Regions from separate parts of the Hordeum vulgare genome. Here region 2 is linked to region 1. Evidence: chromatin contacts called from public Hi-C data. All regions are on one chromosome and are shown on one strand. Each heading gives the region's core, a stretch centred on a gene start, on an enhancer-like site or on the middle of the called end of the contact. The rest is flanking DNA. Distances are from core to core; before and after follow the strand shown. Region 1 holds the start of LOC123395751. Region 2 has its middle 360 kb from the start of LOC123395751.

Evidence for each region. A called contact is a pair of places that touch in the nucleus more often than the background predicts.
Region 2: a contact with region 1 is called in a Hi-C map of leaf, with 3 times the contacts expected there. The contact joins the enhancer-like site here to the promoter of LOC123395751 in region 1. A contact is called at or near these places in 2 of 6 Hi-C or Micro-C datasets (leaf and seedling).

Annotation. Positions count from the first base shown.
Region 1 is chr5H:276,268,068-276,273,053 of MorexV3_pseudomolecules_assembly, forward strand. It overlaps LOC123395751, which reads left to right and starts at 2,033. Exons shown (of 7, transcript XM_045090783.1): 1 at 2,033-2,334; 2 at 2,438-2,514; 3 at 2,844-2,952; 4 at 3,365-3,447; 5 at 3,613-3,771; 6 at 4,464-4,565; 7 at 4,676-4,986. The coding sequence starts at 2,268. The coding sequence ends at 4,834.
Region 2 is chr5H:276,630,976-276,635,525 of MorexV3_pseudomolecules_assembly, forward strand. No RefSeq gene overlaps it. Among protein-coding and RNA genes, the nearest start is that of LOC123395751, 360 kb to the left of the region's middle. Within about 2 kb of position 1,401, at least 3 of the 3 cell types and tissues checked have open chromatin away from gene starts, as enhancers often do. A contact at or near this core is called in leaf and seedling, where this site is marked.

The sequences.
Region 1 (4,986 bases), core at 783-3,282:
TGACGGTCCTGACCCATGTGTATCCACTTTAGTGGCCAGCAATTTGGCTTCACACACTGTTTAATGCAGTTGCATCGAGTTTGAGAAAAAAGGTCTTCATTAGGCAAATTGCTCGTGGAAAGCTTCATGCTACTACATGTTTGGATCAAATTAAAAGCGTAGTGCTCGGGTTGTGGCTACATGTTGTCTTTGTTCTTGGCCAAAAGATTCTAACCATATATTTTGTAGTATGTGATTTTGCAGCCTTGTTGTGGAGTTGTATTCGGCCTTGGTGTGTGTCTAGCTTCGTTCACTTATTACCTCTCGTCAATTCTTTGTCTATCAACTGTTGCGTGTCTTTTACTCCCTCCGTTCCTAAATATAATTTTTTTAAAGATTTCATTAGGAAACTACATACGGATGTATATAAACATACTTTAGTTACGTTTCATTCATTTTATTCCGTGTAACCTCCTAGTAGAATCTCTTAAAAGACTTATATTTAAGAACGGAGGAAGTAGTTTAGCTTTGTTGCTATCAGTTGGGCTCTTTGGACGACCTGAAAATAAATTTACCATTGAACATGGGCCCTGATAAGTGTATGCATACGGTACAAAGCAATGTTGTCGCTCCACGTCGGAGCGGAGTGGATACATGAGCTTAGTATCATCACTTAGCATGGATATAGATTTCTTTTTAACACAGTACAGACGCAAGCACTCATATAAACACGTATACACTCATCTCTATGAACATCTTTGAGAGACTGGACCGACATATCATCTTGAGATTTATGAAGTTACCGTAGCGTCTCGTCGTCAATGGGAACATCTCCTTCCACTGAATACGCATCACCGAAAATCCTAAAATAAATCTAGAAATAATGCAAACACCAGGATTTAAATTATGATGGGTTGAGAATACTTTCAACCACATATTTGTTTGCTATGGATACATATTTAGAGCATCTCCAACAGCCGTGCTAAACAAGCGCCGCGCCGAAAATTAGGCCATTTTAGCGCGCGCGCAACCCGGCGGGTGGCTCCAGCGGGCGCGCAATAACCGCTTCCACGCGCGCCACACTCGAGCGCTCGCGCCGCACTCTCTCCTCTCCGCATGGGTGGCGGTGGCCTTGGCGGCATGAGTGGCATGGGTGGCTTCGGAGGTACCATGAGCGGTTTAGGTGCCATGGGAGGCATGGGTGCACCTCCGGCCGTCATGGGAGGCAGTGGCTTTGGAGCACCCCCCGACGCTATGGCCGCCATGGGAGGCATGAGTTTTGCTTCTCTCATGGGAGGCATGGATGCACCTCCGGCCGCCATGAGCGGAATGTCTTTCGATGTGCCTCCTCACACACATTCCCATGAAGATGCCGTTGAAGATCTTGCCAACACCGTCGGAGCTTCACGTGATGCGGTGCGTGATGAGATGAGGGAGGAAGATTCATCTTCGGAGGCGGAAGAATCATCTTCGGAAGATGAGGACGAAGACGAGGAAGAGGATTGATGTGTCTTTCATCTGTGTCTTGAACTTTAGTTTGCATTTTGAACTTGGTTGGATGAACTTGTGGGCATGATTTTGAACTTGTGGTCATGAACTTTTATTCATCAACTTGTTTGTGTCAAATTTTACATGTTCATTGCATTTTGATGAATGTTTCAAACTCATTTTGTGTTCAAAATGCCACATATGTGAAATGCCCGACGAGTCGCGCGCTGTATTTTTTGCGCGCTGCATTTTAGCGCGGCTGTTGGAGCCAGCGTTGGCGGCCGCGCTAAACCAGCCAAAGCGCGTGCGGCAAACAAGTTTTTTTACGCGCGACGCGAAGCGCGGTTGTTCGGGTGAAAAAGAAAACAAGCAACTTTTTCTTGAAAGCGAAAACAGGCAACCTTGTGAATCTGCTGTGCGGACAACCACCACCACAGATCCAGTTCCAATCATCCGCATATTCACTCGATCTCTTCCGTGCCCGTCTCATCTTCAACCAGTCCCCGAGCCAGCCCCGCCAACTTACACGTAGGTCCCACACAAATGTACGGTCCCACCTTCATCCAGTAACCCACGCGCGCGTAACGTTACTCGCCCAACCCCGTCTCCCTTGCCCGGAAGACGAATCACGTGCACACGATTCCCCCAAATTCTAACCCTAGAAACAGAACGGAGGAGGGCCAGCCGCAACCGGAACAAAAGCGGAAGCCAGCCAACCCCAAGCCTCGATTCCTCCATCGCCGCGGCAGAAACTAGAGGTCCAGAAGGGAGGGCGAGAAGCTTGCGTGAAGCACTCAACCATGGCGAGCGCGGATCTGTTGCGGAGGGAGGAGGAGTTCTACGAGTCCCTGTTCGATTCCGCTAAAGGTAGATTATTTTCGCTGGAAATTGGTGGATCTCGGTGTTAGCTGTGCCCAAAGTTTCCCTAATGTGGTGCTCCTTTCCTGGAATTTTATTCCTGTTAACGCAGGCGATGCAGCTGCCGCCAAGACACGTGGGCAGATGATCGAGAGGAAGATTGAAGCCCTGGAGGACATGGCAACCAAGGTGAGGAACCTGACCCGTCGATGATGTTCCCTATTTTGATTCTTGTCATGGGAGGTAGCGCTCGAGCCATGGTTTTTTCAAGGTTGGAAATATGAGTTTAATTGGTTAAATCATGGTGTTTCTTGTGCAATTCTTGTGAGAAGCAATTGAAATTAGCACAGACTTGCCATATTATTAGTCTCCTTGGGGTGAAACCTTCAAACTGGGAACAAAAAATTGATCTGTTTTATGCGACCTCATACTTTTATGCGTGTACATATGTGTTTCAATATAAAATTATCTAAGGCTATATGATTAAGCATGTTATGGTGGTTTACAATGTTTCACAGGTTAGTAACCGGAGGTCTCGCAGATGGTTGAATGATCGCTTGCTGATTGAGCTTGTCCCTCGTCTTCATGTTGAAGAAATCAAAGGCCTCTTTGCCCCTCCGCCATTTGGTGAGCTCCAATGCCGCTCAAATTTGTTACACCATTTTGCAACCTGACCAGAGAATTTGATTTTCTAACTAAGTCTGCACTGAGTATTCTAGTTTTCCATTTAAACCTACATGAATTGCAGTATGTGGTTTAGATTTTGTTAGGAAACATCTTTTCTCTTTAAAACATGCTTATTTTAACTTCTTATTGGTAGTGTTATGGCGTTAACTAATTTCTTTGTATTCATGATTCATCGTGTGAATGATCTGTAGTGATTCTTTCCGTGGCATGTTTTCCTCTAAGCGCTTATGCGGAGTTTCCCATTTTAGTTGTGCTCTCATTTGGCATAGGCATCAATACATTTTTTTCATGTATTTGTTATGTTTCGAACATCTGATTTGTTTGCTGCATTTGACCATTTTTTTGCATGTAGGTGAGGAAGCACCACTGTCAGCATTTTGCAGGACAAGTGTTGGTGAGTGGGATGCCTTCAGGAGCATTGACATGGACGTTGAGGTATGTTAGCATCTGTCATGCCGATGTATGTTGTCCATCACTAGTCTGCAATATATTAAACCCAAATGTACAGACTACAGAGACTTATAAAATGTGCCTATCATACTGCTAGTATGTATGCATTGTTAATAGATCCATGACACTTGGTAAGTTCTCTATTTGCAGGCAAGATTTATGCAACGGATGAAACAATCATCAGCGAAGCAGAAGAATCTTATGAATGAAGATGAGTTAATTGTGCTGAATGCTTGGCGTCGTATAGATTGCCAAACAAGAGAAGCTATGAAGAGAAACTTCCTACCTGAACTGCTTGAAATATATGAAGTATGACCTTCTGCCTTTTGGTCCTACTTTCTTTAAACCTAATCAGTTTGTTTGAACATTGGTATATTTTTTGTTTGTTGTCAAAATGCTTAGAACATGTGTGATGTCAAGACTTGGGAGTAAAAATAAAATGATCCTAGTAATATTTTGGTTGTGTTATGCTATGTAGCACATGAAGATAATTCATCCACTCTCATCTGTTTGGTTTGTAATTTCGGAACTCTGAGCACATATAGATAAAATAAATTATGCAAATGGAAAGAAATGAAATCTGATAATTCTTTGTCGAACTGAGTTCAGTAATTAAAACCAACAAATTATGCACTCCTTATATTAGTAAGTTCAGTTTATGTACTGCTGATGGGCTTGTGTATGAGTTATCGGTTTAGCACTATTATTTTGATGAAACAAAGAACATGCTGTTTTGATCAATTTGATTCTGCTTAGGATTGAGTAGGAAAATATTTTTAAGTGTTGACTGCATTGTGGATCTTCCATATGGAGTCCTACTCACTGTTTGTAAGTTCTATCTATATCTGTTTAATACTTGTTGGATTCAGTAGTGCAGCCAGCTTAGATGTTCTGCAGAAAGTATATACTTGACTACATTATTCTTGAAAAAAAAATACTTGTCTATATCTTATTATGTTGCTGTTGTTTAAGATTGCAAAAACCATGCTCCACTTTTGCAGGAGCGGATTAGGGCCTTCATTGAAGACAATATTGATAAAGATGTGCTTGTGTTGAATGTCCAGGACCCATTTCAGAGGTTGCTATTACATGGTGTGTGTGAGGTAAATGTTTTATCCTGAGCTGTGTAAGATTATCAGTTTTCCCGAGGAAAAAAAACTCAATCCATCGATTTCAAGGTTCCCGGTTTGAATCATGATGTACTTGCATGCAGTTCTACAACGTAACGTCGACGACCACGGGTACTGTGCAAGATGGAAAGCCGTGGAAGACAACAACAATCAAGAAGCGTTCGGGCACAGGTGTTGCCCCCAGGATCACATTGGTCAGTTTCCTGAGAACAAAGAAGAACGGGTCACACGTTGTCTCGTGAGGACCCCCCGTATTCCTCGGACAAATACAAAGGAATGTCGTCCAATGATCATGCTCCTGGGAGAAGCCAAAGTTGTTTCTTTAGGTTTTGCTTAGGATGTACACATATGTAAATTAATTACCATGCTTCGTTTAAAGAGATGACAAGGCACG
Region 2 (4,550 bases), core at 151-2,650, 360 kb after region 1:
ATGCTTGCATATGGAATTCCAGGCGATCTTGTCGATGAGTACGTGTGCATGAGTGAGTCCACATGTCTGCTGTCAATATACAACTTCTGCAAGGCCGTGGTAGTGGTGTTTGGCCCCGAGTACTTCAGGCAGCCAAATGCCGATGACATAGAAAGGTTGTTGGCGATCAACGCCGATAGAGGCTTTCCGGCATGCTCGACAACATAGATTGTATGCACTCGGAGTGAAAGAACTGTCCATTTGCTTGGCAGGGCCAGTACAAGGGGCATGTGAAAGCGTGCACTATCATATTAGAAGCGGTGGCTTCGCACAATCTTTGGATATGGCATTCTTTCTTCGGCATGGCTGGTTCTCACAATGATATCAACGTGCTGCAGCATTCCCCAGTGTTCGCTAGGCTTGCAGAAGGCCACTCTCCACCTGTCAACTTTGAGATCAATGGCCACCACTACAACAAGGGATGCTACCTGGCTGATGGTATATATCCTCAGTGGTCATCTTTTGTGAAGACAATCTCAAACCCCCAAGGAGAGAAGAGAAAGAGATTTGGCCAAATGCAAGAGAGTGCTAGAAAGGGTGTGGAGCGTGTTTTTGGTGCGCTTCAATTCCGATGGGGTATCGTTCGAAACCCTGCATTGACATGGGATGAAGGGAAGCTCTGGAAGGTTATGACTGCTTGTGTGATCATGCACAACATGATCGTCGAGGACGAGCGTGATGACTCCATTTTTGACCAAGGATTTGAGTTTCAAGGTAAAAATGTTGTGCCCCTGCACCAAGAACCGGCCACGTTTGAGCAGTTTACCCTATTCCATCATGAAACCCGTGATTGGCACACTCATTTGCAGCTTCAAAATGACTTGGTTGAGCACATGTGGGATCATATTGAAAACCAATAGATGTATTGGTTAATTATCTTTATTCAAGACAATTTCGATTTAGTTGTAAAACTATTTTATTCGAGGCAATTTTGATTGGGTTGTAAAATTATTTTTATTAGAGAGAATTGATATTTGGACATGCAAACTTGTTTAAAATAGTAATAAATATGAATATACGTCATATTGACCTTGGCGAACAGGATGCGACCGAAGGATGCGTTCGCGCGTTGGGCCACGGCCACCGCATCGGAGGACAGGCCCAGACACGACTCCTTGTCTGCTCTTAAACGGACAAAATCCGAACCAAACGGACGTTTGGATGGGGTCGCGTGGTGGAGTTGGTCTTGGCTACCTAAGCTGCTTTTGTGCTCCTGCATGTCAGCATCTTGACCATGTTATTTGGAGCAGCACCAGTATTCTTTCTACAGGGAGATTCTTGTGGTCGCCACATGGATGTGACGTCTCACCTATCTATCATGCATGGCATTTGATAGTGTTTTTCGACCATGCAACCACACATGTGCTGTCAGGGATTGACCGGATCGAATAAACGTAGGCCATCTGTAGATGGGGCCCATGGGGGGCTGGATCGTGCAGTTGAATACGTAAGCTAATCGGAAGAGATTCAAAGCAAAGTTGCTGCTTGTGGCGAGGCAGCAGGCATCGTGGTTTCCAAATAGCGTTTCCACTTGGTACTTCGATCGTTATCAGTAGAGTTTCAATTCCCCCAACAACCAAGTTGCTCACTCTCTATAGCTGCGTGACCCCTAGGACAGCCACCCTTCACAAATGATAACATACGTCGAAGGCTATGGATATATAGAGAGAGGGCAAGGGAAAAACACAAGTTTTTCTTTGCTTTCCTATTTCATGGGCACAACCTTTTTAGCCTCAGAAAATAAAAGGAAAGCATTCATGTTTTTACAGCATTACTATAGTACTTGCAAGCGAAGGAGAAAAAAAGACGAGAAAAACTTGCAACTGGGCAAAAAAGAAGAAAAAAAATATGATGAGGAGGAGACTGGCATGCATAATGGCGGATGCATGTTTAGCTTTAGGCGCAGGGACGAAGCAGAATGGCCCGCCCAGAAGAGTCTCGCTACGCTCACACCAGTGTGATGTGAGCATGAGCACCGAACGCACTTTTACAAGCGCTTGTTTGACGGGTTGGTATGCGCAGCCGGCACCTGTGGCTCGGGGCCTCTGGGCCAACCGCACGGGAACCGACGAGCGCCCGGAGGTGAGGTGACTGAAGAAAAGGGTCAAACCGGGGCGGGGCGGGGCGGGGCCGGGCCGGCCACCGCAATCGCACCAAAGGTACCGAACCATGTTGCACATTCTTCGGTCTCTGCCCCGTTTTTGTCTCCTGCCCTGCTAGCGTGTGCCTTTTCCCATTTTTTAAGGTCTGGAGACTGTTGGGACTTGGAAGAACATGCCGCATATACTGGTGCTCCATATGCGCGCGCTTGCGTGCGGCAGAAGTGCACAACAACACACAGAGCCGCCGAGGGATGGATAGTATAGATGCCTTTGCCGAGTACGAGTACGAGTACGAGCACGAGTACGAGCACACATATCCATATCATAGTTTCACGTGATTGATGGACCTGTGGTCAAACCGACCGTCCGTTAAAAGGCGTGGAGAGAATCTACGGCTTCTGTTCGTCAAATTTACAACAACCCGCGTCAGGCTGGGCCATAAAGATGATTTTTTCACTGTTTTGATCCTTAAGGCGCAAGTTCATCACGTAACGAACTCGGTTCGAAAGTATTTCACGTTTTGACCCTTTTGAAAACGTCATAGGCCGTGGCGTTGCAGACCTTATGCCAAACGCGAGTCTACTGGACGTTGCAGGCCTCATGTGCAACGCCAGTCCACTGGACGTTGCAGCCCTTAGCAGAAACGCCAAGGAGGCTGGCGTTGCAGGCCTCATAAGTAACTGCCCCGCGTCCCTTCGTCCACCTCCAGATCTTTCTTCCTCTTTCTCTACGAAAAAGCTCTCCCTCCTCCTCCAGATCCCCCCTTCGATCTCCCTCCTCCCCCAACCGTTTTGTTGGTTCTTTGGGGCAAATCGAAGAGGCCGGTAAGCTCCTCCAATCCCTCCAATTAATTATTGCAATGATTTTGTATTTGTGTAGATTTTTTTTGCACTAGGTGTACGCATGTTTTGAAGTAAAATTTATTTTGTGATTGTTAATAGGTGTAGTTTATGGTGTGTAGATGTAGTTTTTGGTGGCTATATGTATAACCTAGGTTTTGTTCATATTATCCGCATTAGGTTTATGCCTAGGTTTAGTTTATATTATTCGAAGAGGCCGGTAAGAATTTTGTTCATATTATGTAGGATGTTTCGGCCCGATCAATATCCGGGTCTAGATGACTACTACGAGCAGAAGCATCGTGTGGTGCTAGTTGAAAGAGGAGAGGTAATTATGATTTTGTTGATGATTATTTTTATATACTCCATGATTTTTATATTTTGACAAGTTGAGTCAATTAACAAATTATGCCTTTGTTTGTTTAGGTTCCTCAACTACTTCGTTTGAGGGGGCACAACCCCAATGAAACTCTTGTATATGACCCTCGTTACGAGCCATATTTTAGAAGAATGGATCTTCTTCAATTTGCGCTAAACTTTAAAAGCACACCACCATGGTTGAACGCCACGGCCCTAACAGTACTTACGGATCGAGGGAGGCCGGAGACGCACTCTTTTCACCTTCCTCTTGGTGAGATGAGCATAACCTTGGAGGATATTGCTATGATCTCCGGGCTTCCTATCGAGGGCAGGGCTCTTACAGGGAAGGTCAGGGCCGTCGGGTGGCGACAACGGGTTGCAACATTGGTTGGTGTTGAACCCGAGCCATGGATTGATGAAACTAGGAAGGATCCTAGGCCATCCGGTGTGTTGTTCTCTTGGATACACAGACATTTTCACAGATGGCCAAGGGATGCTAGTCCGCCTGTTGTGGAGAGGTTCGCGAGAGCTTATCTCTGGAATCTTTTGACCCAAGTAGTGTTTCCGGATGACACTGGGAACACAGCCCCATGGATGTTCTTGGATCCTCTTCGTGACTGGGATGTGAAGTGGAGTTGGGGTTCGGCGGCACTAGCCTTCTTGTACCGTCAGGTATGGCTTAATATCATGCATTTTCATTTTATTCAATGGGATATGATGCATTTTCATTTTATTAAATCTGTAGTTGGATGGAGCATGCATGAGGAGTAAGCCGACGTCCTGTCTTGGAGGTTTCGTCTGGGCCCTACAGGTTTGGATGTGGGAGGGTATCCCTGTTGGCCGGAACTTCAGCCTCCGCTCATCCGTCTGCCAGCCGGCCACGGGCCTCTTCTGCTCGTCCGTCTTCGAGTCGAGCACATGTTTCTTCTAGCCGAGCACATGAAGAGGAGATTGAAGAAGAAGATGAGTCCAACAACGAGGCCGCGGATCCGGACTTCATTGAGTTTGGGGCTTCGCGGATGGAAAATGCTCGACAGCCAAGTCAACCCACTCAGCTGACGGAAGAAACACGTCGAGCTAGCTCGAGGAACATCAGACGTCCTGGCTGGCAGAACACTCCAGAGGGCTACGTTACTAAGGGAAAGATGGCTGCAAAGAGAGGGAGGAAGTGAAGTGTTATGACCTATGTCGTATTATGAGTGTTATGATG